Linked DNA regions of Mus musculus: region 2 is linked to region 1. A link is a contact called in public promoter capture Hi-C data. All regions are on one chromosome and are shown on one strand. The core of a region is the stretch at or near the end of the contact, and the rest is flanking DNA. Distances in the headings are between cores, read along the strand shown.

Region 1 (6,030 bases), core at 1,488-3,987:
GGCTGTAGGGGAGTTGGCAGGTAAAGGTGCTTGCCACCAAGCCTGATGATCCGAGTTCGATCCCAAACTTTCAGGCTACAAGGAGAAAACTGACTCCCAAAAGTTGTCTTCTGACTTTGCGCGTGCAAACCTGAACACACACACACACACACACACACACACACACACACACACACACACCTTTTTAATTTTTTGAAAAGATTTATTTGTTTAGTGCCTATGAGCATTCTCCTTGCATGGATGTATGTGCACCGTGTGCTGGCCTAGGGCTGGCGGAGATCAGAAGAGGACACCAGATCCCCTAAACTGCAGTTATGGATGGTGGTCAACCACCATGTGGATGCTGGGAACTGAACCTGGTCCTCTGCAAGAGCAGCAGTGCTCTTAACTCATGAGCCAACTCTTCTGTGTGCCTTTTGTTTACTTGTGTTTGGGGACAGGGTTTCCCTATGTAACAGCCCTGACTGTCCTGGAACTTGCTTTGTAGACCAGGCTGGCCTCAAACTCAAACTCATACCACCTGCCTCTGACTCCCGAGTGCTGGGATTAAAGGTGTGCACTACCATGCCCCATACTGAAAATATAGGAAGAGAAAGAGTTTGAAGGTCCAGTAAGGCTTTCTCCTGACATTCTTTTTTCTTAAAGCATTATCAGTTCTTAATAGAAAAAAAATTTAATTGCTATAATTTCCTTAAATTATTTAATTATTTACTTATTTAGTGTGTGTGTGTGTGCAGGTGCCAGTGGAGGGCAGAAGAGAGGACATCGGATTCTCTGTACCCAGAGGAACTGTGGTTATTGAGAACCACACTTGGGTTCTGTGTAAGAGTAGTAAGCACCTGTAACCACTGAGCAATCTCTCCAGTCCCCTTTTTTTCTTTTCTTCTCTCTCTCTTTCTCTCTCTCTCTCTCTCTCTCTCTCTCTCTCTCTCTCTCTCTCTTTCTTTCTTTCTTTTAAAAAGTTGGTAATCTGCCCATTGTGATGGTTATAAAACATGTAGTTTATTTTGTTTGTTTGTTTCCCCATTTGTTTTGTTTTTGAGACAGGGTATCAGTGTATAGCTCTGGCTGGCCCAGAACTAGCTATGTAGACCAAGATGCTGTCGAACTCATAGACATCTGCCTGTCTGCCTTCCAAGTGCTTTGATCAAAGGTATCCCATCACACCTGGCAAATATTCAATTGTATGCAGAAGTTCACTCTTTTTTTTTGTTTTGTCTTTCAAGACAGGGTTTCTCTGTGTAGTCCTGGCTATCCTGAATCTCACTATGTAGACTAGGCTGGCCTCGAACTCAGAGATCTGCCTGCCTCTGCTTCCCAATGGCTGGGACTAAAGGCGTGCGTCGCCACTCTCGCCTGAGGGTCTCTCTTCTTTAACCTCAAGTGAGAAAACCAATTGGTGTGTTGGGGGATTGCTGTTTTATTCAGAGGTCCCTAAAGTTCTATACCCTATATGGCAATCTGCTCCACACGTTGGTGAATTGATTGATTAGATCGACGACCCTCGAGTCTCCACAGAGCAGCGTTTAACTTAAGGAGGGTGGGCACCAGACTAGAAGTGACCTTTTGCCGAGAACCCATCCAGGCGGGGAACCCCAAGCCTGGTTTCCTAATCAGGGAAAAGGTTTTCAGTATCTCTGTGGGAAAGGGAATTGGGGTGGCTCCAGGGATTGCTGAGGGCCTGTGTCTAGAGACACAGGGCAGCCTGTGTCTCTAGACGTCTGTGCTAAGGACTTTTCTGCGCCTGCTCAGAACTGCCAGCTCCTTGGTGTTCAGCACCATGAAGAAAACTGTTCGCTTCCCCATTCGGTAGTACCGCTATAGTTGCCCCAATTCCTGCCCCAGGGAAAGGTACTGAGTACCGGTGGAGTTCAGAGACCTGGAGCTAAGAACAGATGGCAACAGTAACCTGGAGTGAACCCTGGAGAGCCACCTGCCTCCTCTTGGCCTTCTTTTCTCTGCTAGGTAAAGAGATGGGGTTCCGTGATCTCCCTGAATGCTCACCTAATATCCGAGAACCCAAGGGAAGAACGAGTCCGACGCTCACATTCTTAGAATTAGCTAGATATCTGCTGGAGGGGGCCCTGGGAGAAGTGACCAAAAGCTTTTACTTTATAATTTACTTCTCGCCTTAATCATGCCCTGTCCTTACAATTCTAAGAGAAACCTAGAGGCCCTTTCTAGGCCGTCACCCTTTCTGTCATTTCATCTCTTCCCTCTCTCTCACTAACAACCCCACAAGATTTGGGGGACAGTGGTAACTCAGTGTATAGATAGACGATGGGGGCAGACCCCCAAATCTTTGAAAAAGATTGTATAGGGCAAGGATCCTCCAAGGACATGAGGCATAGACACAAACTACTCGTTTACACCCAATTCACGCGCCATTTGGACCTCAGCTTGATCTTAAAAGGCTGGAGTGGGTTTGTGGGTGAGGAAAGAGAAAGAGTAGAGCACACTCCGAAGACCTAATTCCTTTCCGCAGCTCACATTCCTCTGCCCCAGTCCCGCTGCCGCAGCCTCCACTGCCAAGGGGGGCCCTAGACTCCCGCTCCAACTATTCCAACCATCCTGAACAGGGTGGGGCGCCCAGCTCTTGGGTTCCCCTCTGCTGCCCCTCCGGGGTTGGTCTCCCCTCCTGCCCCGGTTCCTCCCTTTCTGGGGTGGGGCCAGCCAATGGCCGACGGGACTCCGGGTTTGGTCTAGGAGCCGGGCAACTCGCAGATTCCCCGCCCCACAGTTCTGGCTAGAGTCCCGGTGCGCACGGACGTGGCTCGAGTTTCCTCCGCTCTGGGCTCCTGCTCGCTGTCCAGTCTCTCGCTCCTCCTTCTCTCCCGGTCTCCCGCTCCAGTTCCACCCGGTCGGCCCCGCACGGCTCCGGGAAGCCATGGAGGATGTCACGCTCCATATCGTTGAGCGGCCGTATTCCGGATTTCCCGATGCTTCCTCAGAGGGCCCGGAGCCCACCCAAGGGGAGGCGCGGGCCACGGAGGAGCCGTCGGGGACCGGCTCCGACGAGCTGATCAAGTCGGACCAGGTGAACGGTGTGCTGGTGCTGAGCCTTCTGGATAAAATCATCGGCGCCGTTGACCAGATCCAGCTGACCCAAGCCCAGCTGGAGGAGCGACAGGCGGAGATGGAGGGCGCTGTGCAGAGCATCCAGGGAGAGCTGAGCAAGCTGGGCAAGGCGCACGCCACCACGAGCAACACCGTGAGCAAGTTGCTGGAGAAGGTGCGCAAGGTCAGCGTCAACGTGAAGACCGTGCGCGGCAGCCTGGAGCGCCAGGCCGGCCAGATAAAGAAACTGGAGGTCAACGAGGCGGAGCTGCTGAGGCGCCGCAACTTCAAAGTCATGATCTACCAGGTGAGCCCGCGGGGCGGACCGCGCCCAGAGCTGGGGTCCCGGCCTGGGATCCGGGTGGGGACACCCGGCCGAGGCTCGTCTCTCCGCCAGCCCGGCCTGGTGAGAGCGGTCAGGAGCTCCTCCCCCCTTCCTGTGAACCCAGTTGGAGTGGGGTTTAGGGAGTGGCAAACTCTTGGGGCTCACAGAGGGGCGCACCCTGCGCCTTCCTCTCCAGGCTCCTCCCCACGGTCTCTAACTCCTATCGGAAAAGTTAGCGGGCTAGACTTGGGAACGCTGAATGCTCCCAGCTTGTCTCTGTCAAACGCCTTTCCACTTGGAGGAAGTTTTTTTTTTGGTGGGGCGGAGAGAGGGAAAAGGGAGGGAATGCCCGAGGTCTCTGGTGGTCTCTGTATGCCCCTCTGTAAGCAGACACTAAAGGTGGGGCCCGGGACCTGGGGCCTCCGGCGCTGCGGGCCCGATATAGCGGGTGATTCAGGGCTCAGGCACGCAGTGGCGGGGGCGCCATGCAAGGGACACGATCGTCAGCCCCCCACACCCTATCCCCGCGCCCCCGCACCAACCTCGGCTACCCACGCATGTCCCTAGGCCGCGATCTGCCCCTGGCCTCCAGGCACTTTCAGTTCCCAAGGGTCTTGCAGTGCGCGGGCGCCCTTGGCGCCTGCTGGGAGCGGGTGGGGCAGGTAGGGTGGGCGTTAGGAGTGTAAGTGGGGCGGGTGGAGGTGGCGGTCTGGGCGCAGTGAATCACCCCACCCCCGCATGATTGCGGGGGCCATGTCCCGAGCTGTGAAGGTGCTGGTGGGTGGAGGCTGCCGCACTCCACGGGCTCCACCCGTTGCATTCTTTGCACCTTTCTGGGTTCCTCCAGCCTGGATATAACTGTGATATCTTAACCCCTAAAGCATCTGAGAGTCAGTGCAGTGCAGATTTGTCCCTGCGCTCCCCATCCCTGACCCCCTTGAGAGTAAGGCTGAGCTGAGTGTGGACTTAGTGCTCTTTCCCTGGGAGGGAATGTGCTGAGCTCTGCGTCCTCCTGCTTGGGCCTAGTTGATGCTTCTACTCCTAATAGGAGTGATGGTTGTAGGGTTAGTTTATGCTCCTGAAGGGAATGGAAACGTGCTCTACCTTCAAAGATCTTTGTAAAGGGGCTGTGATCACCAAGCTCAGAGACTTTCTTGATTAAGATGCCCCAGAGTAACCATGTGATGTGAGATGAGGACCTTCGCTTAGTTTCCCTAAGAGTAACCATGAGCGATGCAGATGGGACAGTGTCTGGGGAAGAATGGAGCAGACCATATTCTTGGAATCCTTGGTGGTAGGCCAGAGGCAGAGCAGGCCTGCTCCCAGCTCCTGCCTCTACATACTGCTGGGGTACTCTCTCAAGGGGCCTGCAAAAAGCTTTGCCCGGCTGGTGTTTACCCGGGGCCCCAATCATTTCAGAGGCCAAAGCAACCTGGGACATATAACACAACCCAGTCTAAAACAAACAAAAAAAGCTTTGCGTCTCCCATTTATAGCACCCACTGGGTAGGAGAAGAGTGTTGACTTAGAAAGCCATTTCCACTCAGTCTAATGCTTGGAAGCAGGAGGTGTGGGTCCTGTGGGTTGTTTTTGAGACCGGTGCGGCCCTTGCCACACAGGTGATGTTTAGGGAAAGAGAAGTAAGCTAGCTCGCTCCTTCTGTGCTTGTCACAAAGAACTTGGACAGGTGACTTTCTCATTAAATGGACCAGGTTGTGCAGTCTGGGGACATTCTCAACCTGGAGGTAAACCTCCCCAGGCTGAGGAGGGTGATTCTGAGAGAAAGGACAAGTGTTGAGTGGGTGGACGACTTCTCTGATGGGGTCATCCTCCTCTCTGATCTGTTCCAGCTCCAGCATCGGACAGTCATCACTATCTGACTAGTGTGGTGGGGTGGGGCATGCACTAGATGGCTTTGACTGTATCTGAAACACCAAGCCAGTGAGTGAGGAGGGAAGAATTAAGGGAGAGTGGCTTGGGACTGGGGGTGGAGAGATGGCTCAGTCATAAACAGCACTGGGTGCCCTTCCAGAGAACCAGTCACCCCCATGATGGCTAACAACAATCTAACTCCAGTTCTAGGGGTTTCAACACCCTCTTCTGCCTCAGCAAGGGTGCTGCACAGACATGAATACAGGCAAAACACCCATACGCAAAATTTAAAAAATAAATAAATCTCAAAAGAAAGAAGTGTCTCTGTCACTTAAGTGACAGGGACAAGCTCAGAGGTAAGGACCCAGCTTCCAGGACATGGGATGGGGCTCAGAGTTGCAAAACTTCCCTGAGCTGCCCCAAGGATGTTCCAGGTGGGGTGAGGGGGTGGAACCTCCCATGTTGGAGGAAAGCGGCCTGCTCTCCTCCCGGGTCTGCAGAGGTCCACGGTCTGAGAAAAGAATAGGGTAAAAATAGCCCTGTGTCTTGGCAGGCCTAATAGGGAAGACTGGGGGCGGCAGAGTTTATGGGAAACTCAGGATAAGGAGATGGCCAGGCAGAGAGAGCAAGGAAGGCAGGGGTGGGGAGTGGAGGGGGGGCACCGACTGGAAAAGGGCTCCCATATGATATGAGTTTTTAGGGAAAGCAGAAAGGAGATTCTAAATTCCCCCTCTAGGTGTGGGAAGTCTTGATATGGCAAAAGGGATATCATAGGA
Region 2 (6,030 bases), core at 1,487-3,986, 350 kb before region 1:
AATAAATAAATAATAAAGCAAGCTAGCTAGCTAGCTGCTTGGCAGCCACATATGGCTAAATACAAAATGTTTCTGCTCTTGCCAAAGGTTCTACTAACATCAGCCTACCCAGTAGGCCTTAGAACAGTTTGCTTCTGATTCCCACTCTCTAAATGTCTACAGCAAATATAACTAATGTTGTTTTATGGCTCTGCTCAATACACGGAAGAGCACACATGCTGACGGAAACACTACCGACTATGAGAGATTTGTCTTGAACTGACCTGGAAAACTCAAGCCCCTCCCACAGTCCCTGTAGGCTCCTCCCAGTTCTAGGACTCCAGCCCTCAGCACAGGGGACACTAGTGACAGCCTCTTTCAAAAGTATGATTCATAGCTTTCCATCACCCAGGAGCTTCTTAAATCCCACTGCATCCAAACCCTACATCATCCAACACAGTTCATCACATTCTTGAGGCTTCAGACATTTGGTTCCCTTAAATGTGACCATGATGCTCACACTATAAACCTAGTAACTGGTAGCTGGCTCTCTAATGACCAGAGCTGTTGAAAAGAATTTTCCAATTGGAGATTCACAGTACACAGGTCAGACTAGAATCTATTGCCACTATGTTAGTCTTATTTTTCCTGACCTCCTCTACCCTCACCAAAAAAAAAAAAGAAACCAAGCAAGCAAGCACAAGTATAGTGTGCAATGTGCACATGCCAAGACTTCCTACCCCATCTCCCCTGCCTTCCTCAGTTTCCCCAAGTGTAAAATGGAGATCTAGGGGGGGGCGGGCGGGGGGGGGAGCTCCATTCAGTTCCCTCAGGGTCCATTCCCCAGAGTCCCTCTCAAGGCTAAAGCAGCCAGGCCCAGTCATTATACTTAAACTAAACTAGCTTTACAACTGCAAATCTGGGGGGGAGGGGCTCAGCGGGTAGGAATTAGCAGAACCCCTTTCCCCTTTGGCCAGACACCCAGTTGTGAGTGCAGCTGCACTCAATCCTTTCTCCCTTCCCATACCCAGAGGGGTTAGAATGCCCCCTGAACCTTTCTGAGCTCACTCCTTGATTTGGGGACTTCCTGCCCTGTGCCCCATTCCCAGCCTTCAAGGCTCAGGCTAAGAACTCACCTGCTACATCAAGGTCCAGTTTGAAGTGGAAAGCGTGTGTATGCACCGCTCCCAGCACTCTTTCTCCCACACGGTTCCCAAAGAGGAGACTTTCAGCTCCTCCACTCATGAAGGCTGTGTTGATATAGCCCGTGGCATGGACACGAGCTTCAAGGGCCCCGGTTGGGTGTAGCATAAAGTCCCAGATGTAATCATAGTTGCCCACTGATGACACCGACCTGACCACAAGGCTTGAGCTGGCCAAACCACCATAGAAATGACCCCCGATGCCATTATGATGCCTTCGAAGGGGCAGTCCCTGGGCCTCCTCAAATACACACACAGCCCCTGGAAGCAGCTGGACTGACCCCGTGCCCACCAGTACATGGATGTCCACCATTGTGGCTTGATAGGGGCAATCCACCCCCCGAACCAAAGCTCGGCTGTTGAGACCAAGCCCATAGCTGCTGTCCAAGTACCGGATCGTCATTGTTTTGGGGGAATCAGCACCATAAACTGTCAGACACTCCTGGACACTGACTTCATAAGCCACACGCTCACCCTTGAACCGAATATCAAAAATTCTTAAGCCACTGAACACCCCATGACCAAAGGTAAATGTCCAGAGGGGAGATGTCACTGAGTTTCCCTGTATGTTATACTGGGGACCCTGAAGTGAGAACTGAAGAGGGGGAAGAGGAGGGTCTGGAGTGACTCTAGGCCTCAAGGAGGAAGCTCCACCTGGTGTGGGTAGAGGGACCCGAATCACTTCTAGGCGGCCAACTTTAAACTCCCATTCCAACTGGGCCAAGTCTGCATAGTAATGCCCAAGGTAGAAGACCTGTTGGACTACCCAGTCGGCAGGGTCCAGGGCCCCGTGGTCCAACAGTAGCTCCAGCCCCACAGGGTGAAGGAACACTCCAAGACCTGAGATGTTATGGTAGAGGGCTATCCAGGTAGCTCGATCGCCTGCATGGAAACCACTAGCAGTAGAATGCAAAGGTGCCAAGGTGGAGCCATTGTAGTTCAAGACAGAAGCCAGAAAGGTGGGTGCCTTTGGTAGCTCCACTTCTTTCAAATGCCTCCATATCTGAACAAACTCAGTTTTCTGCATGGGGCGCCGATAATAGGGCAGGGGGCCGCCGTGGCGCTCCACAGTCACATCCCGCATGTAGGAGGGGTGAGGCAGGGGCCCCACCACCAGCTCACTCACGTTGGGCTTGGGTTGTCCACCAAAGAAGATGATGGCTAGTGCCTCTCGCACAGGTGGGGGCCCCCCTCTGTCCAGGTGGGCCAGGGCTGCAGCCTTGGCAGGCAGCTGCAACTCTACTGAGAAGACACAGTTGTCCGAGGGTCGAGCCTGGGCTGCATCCACCAGCCCCGGCCCCAGGTGCTTGGTCAGGAAGCTCATCACAGCTGTCAGCTCCTCTGGGGTCAGGTCTGCAAACAGCTGGCTCTGGCTAGGGTGTGTCCAGGGATGAATTCTGGGAGGTATGGAAGGGCATCGAGGAGACTGGCTGAAACTGCCTTGCCTGGTCAGCAGGACATAGACCAGAGCAAAGACAGTGAGGAAAGACAGCCCCAGAAGCAGCAGCAGCACCTTGAGATTCATGGCTGGCACTGAAGCTCCCCCCGTCCTGAGAGCTCATCGGTGTCTGACATTGTGGCAGGCTTATATTCAGGATGATGGAGAGGAATGGACTAAACTCCACCCTGTGGGCTGGACAGGAAATCTCTGATCGTGCTTTATGTAGTTCTGTTCCAATTTTCTGTCTTGTGCTCTGGCTCAAGACATTACATAGCTTGCTCCTGTCCCTAAACTTTGACTGCCAATGGTCACTAACTACTACGTGTCATCATTTAGAACAGGTGAGAGGGATGGGGTGGGTAATGGAGCTGAACTACCTGAGAAGGCAGTTTCGATACACACTCCTTCCTTTCCCTGTCTAACACACAAGTACTAACAAAACACCTCTTAGCAGAATTACATTCCCAGTTCCCAGACCCACCGCCCAACTCAGCAATGAGCAGTCAGCTCTACCTGGGACCTAATGAGTGCCTGACTTGGGAGACCCAGGCCTTACTCTATCCAGTCAGAGAGACGACTGGTTGAGGTTGAGCTGTGTTTAGGTCTATACAATGATCCAGTCCAAGTTATGTAGCCTTAAAGGGGCTACATATCCTGAATTTCTTCCCTATGAAGGCGCATGAGGCATGGTCATTTATACTGATAATACCAACACTCAAGAGGAGTGCTGAGAGTTCAACTAAGCTACATGAGTGAATTATAGGTCAACCTAGGTGATACCCTGCCTTAAAAAATAAAAAGCATAGCCAGGGAGAGGTACTATATGCCTTCAATCCCAGCACTCAGGAGACAAGCCGATCTGTTGAGTTTGAGGCCAGCCTGGTCTTTAGAGCGGTCCTAGGACAGCCAAGGCTACACAGAGAAGGGTCTTTAAAAAACAAACAAAAAAACCGAATAAATATATAAAAAGCATAAAAGTATTCTGTGGAGTGCTTTTGATTAAAATGTAGCCTTACACAGCAAGTGCTTAGTAACCCTGGAGGGAGGGAGGGAGGCAGGCAGGCAGAGCAGGTAGCTAGTGGCTCTAAACTCTGGGATAGAATAGAGTAGATGCCCCTCCCCTACTGGGACCTTAAACCTCTATAGACAATGAAGAGTCTCACTGTCAGGAGGGAAGTGAGGACATGTTATTTTAGAGGGATGTAAGCCTCTTATGAGCACTGTGGGTCAGTATAAACCAATACCAGGAGTTCCCTCAAAAAAGTATGTATGAAGTAAGTATGTATGTATGAATGTATGTATGTATGTAGAGGCAAGCTGGTATGGAGGAAAAGGACTGGATCGACAGGGTCAGCCCGAGCTGCTGGTCCCACACATAACCACAGCAGCCTCTGCTGGCAGCTCAGGGTATCACCAGGAAGGACCTGGAATCTGGTGAAGACAGGCAGCTTTCACACAATTGAGCGTCAACACACAGCAGGAACCACCTCCCATTAGTTCTTGCACTGTGAAGAGGAATGAAGGTTCAACTAGTAAGTTCACACACGACAGGCTAGCCAGAGTGTCTGTGAAGATGGGTGTCTGAATGCTCATGTGTGACCCTTATGTCCCTCAGTCACCAGAGTACAGCACCAGGGTCTGCAGCTTTAGAAAGAGGTCAAAGTACCTGTATTTTTAATAATTTCTTGACATGGTAAAAGAATTTTACATTACAATCCAAGGAAGGAGGGGCAGAGGGACAATCAAACAAAAGGAAAACCAAGAAACACATGGTGGGGGGAGGGGAGGGGCTCAGCTGGAAGGGATCTGAGGGTGGATAGGTGCACTGCCCAACGAAAATGCGATTGGTTTGTTACTGAGCACTATTCTTGGGAAGAGAGCATCCCGCATCCCGCCTCCTTTCCTACAGAATGCTGGGAGTGAAAGTGATGCATCCCAGGTGGAAATATGATTTGGGATTGGAAGACGGAGAGGAATAAAAGTCAAATAGACACTGAGAGTCAGTCACTGGCAGGCTAATTGCAGAGACCAACTCTCACTTAAAAAGCTGGGGGCTAGTGCGATTAATACAAACGCTTTAACAAGTGGTACCTCTGGAAGATTCAAGAGAGGAGGCAACTCTTCTATGGGTTTGACCTTCGCAGCATATTAACACACACACACGAACACACACACACATGTGCACGTGTGTATGTGCACACACACACACGTATACACATGAATTACTGCTTTCCCTGGAAGCACAATACTATAAATACGAGAAACATTTCCCAAAGGGAAAGCACAGCGAGGAGCAGCAGCCTCTGCACCTCACAGCCGGCCGCTCCCCAGCCAGCGCACATGCTGGCCTAGGAGAAGACAAGTGCGGGCCAGAGGACCAGCTTTTGCATAACACCAAAAAGAACCTGAGCCACAGAGGGAAGGCCTTCATGAGCCCTCTGCTGCTCGGCTCTCGGTTCTCCTTCAGCTTACCCTGGCACCAACTGCTACATTATCAGAAGAGGGTGGGCCTGGGACTTTTGCCTGGGTGGATGACTAAGACAACTATCACCTGCTGAGATGTTTGTATGTGAAGGGCTTGAGGGAGTGGTGGTGCAGGAAGGAAGGTATGTTCTATAATGGAGCAGGAAGCATGTATGCATGTCCCTATGCGTGTTTACATGTGTACACATGTGTATGTGAAAACCCCAGTTATAAAAACATCCAAAGAAGCTGCAGGGATGCAGGTGAAGGTCTAGGGGACCCCTCGCCACAGTCAGGCTCAGAGCGGGATGGATGTAGGTGGGAAGCCCTAAGGCATCACCTGGGCAGGCAAGGAGGACCCAAAGTCCCACAGAAACGAGACACTAGCCTTGTGACAAGAGATGTCCCTTCCACCTCCACTCCCCCTGTTCCTAAAAGACACCTAACACTTTCCCTATAGTTCCTCCAGCTTTTAACCAACTAATCATCAAAAGGAAGAAAATACAAAACCTAAAACAGGGGAAGGGGGAGAGAAGGGAAGAAAAAACAAAAACCCACAATTACGCTTGTGCCAGTATGTTGCACAAACCTGGAGTTCTCCAGAAATTAGGACAGGCTGGGTGGGGGGTGTTGGGGAAGGAGATAGAAGAGTTCCTGAGGCCTGAAAAAAGAGGTAAACACGTCACAGAACTAGATGAGAGTTTCATTAGACTCTAACTAAAAACAGAGAGGTGTGATTACTATTTCCAGCCAGTTTTCCCATCACGATAGTCATGTAACAAACCAAGGCAATGTCGGTCTTGAGCCAGACTCACAAAGTCCCCTGGCCCTGGCCCTGGCCTCAGTACAGTGTCTCTGCATTGCTGCTCCGGGGCCGTTTGATCTTCTCAATGTTTTTCAGGATCATGTCATGGAGAGTGACCTAGGACAGGAAGGATCAGGAGA

The links. Promoter capture Hi-C pulls out the DNA fragments that hold promoters and counts their contacts.
Region 2: a contact with region 1 is called in a promoter capture Hi-C map of liver, with 2.2 times the contacts expected there. The contact joins the promoter of Aoc2 here to the promoter of Cavin1 in region 1. A contact is called at or near these places in 4 of 39 promoter capture datasets (hematopoietic stem and progenitor cells, hippocampal neurons, liver and 1 more) and 2 of 115 datasets of contacts at active chromatin or transcription factors (bone marrow-derived macrophages and embryonic stem cells).

What each region holds. Positions count from the first base shown.
Region 1 is chr11:100,967,324-100,973,353 of GRCm38.p6, reverse strand. It overlaps Cavin1 (caveolae associated 1), which reads left to right and starts at 2,737. Exons shown (of 2, transcript NM_008986.2): 1 at 2,737-3,364. The coding sequence starts at 2,888.
Region 2 is chr11:101,321,769-101,327,798 of GRCm38.p6, reverse strand. Aoc2 (amine oxidase, copper containing 2 (retina-specific)) reads right to left here and starts at 2,736. Exons shown (of 4, transcript NM_178932.1): 1 at 1,116-2,736. The coding sequence starts at 2,706. It overlaps Psme3 (proteaseome (prosome, macropain) activator subunit 3 (PA28 gamma, Ki)), which reads right to left. Exons shown (of 11, transcript NM_011192.4): 11 at 4,262-6,007. The coding sequence ends at 5,927.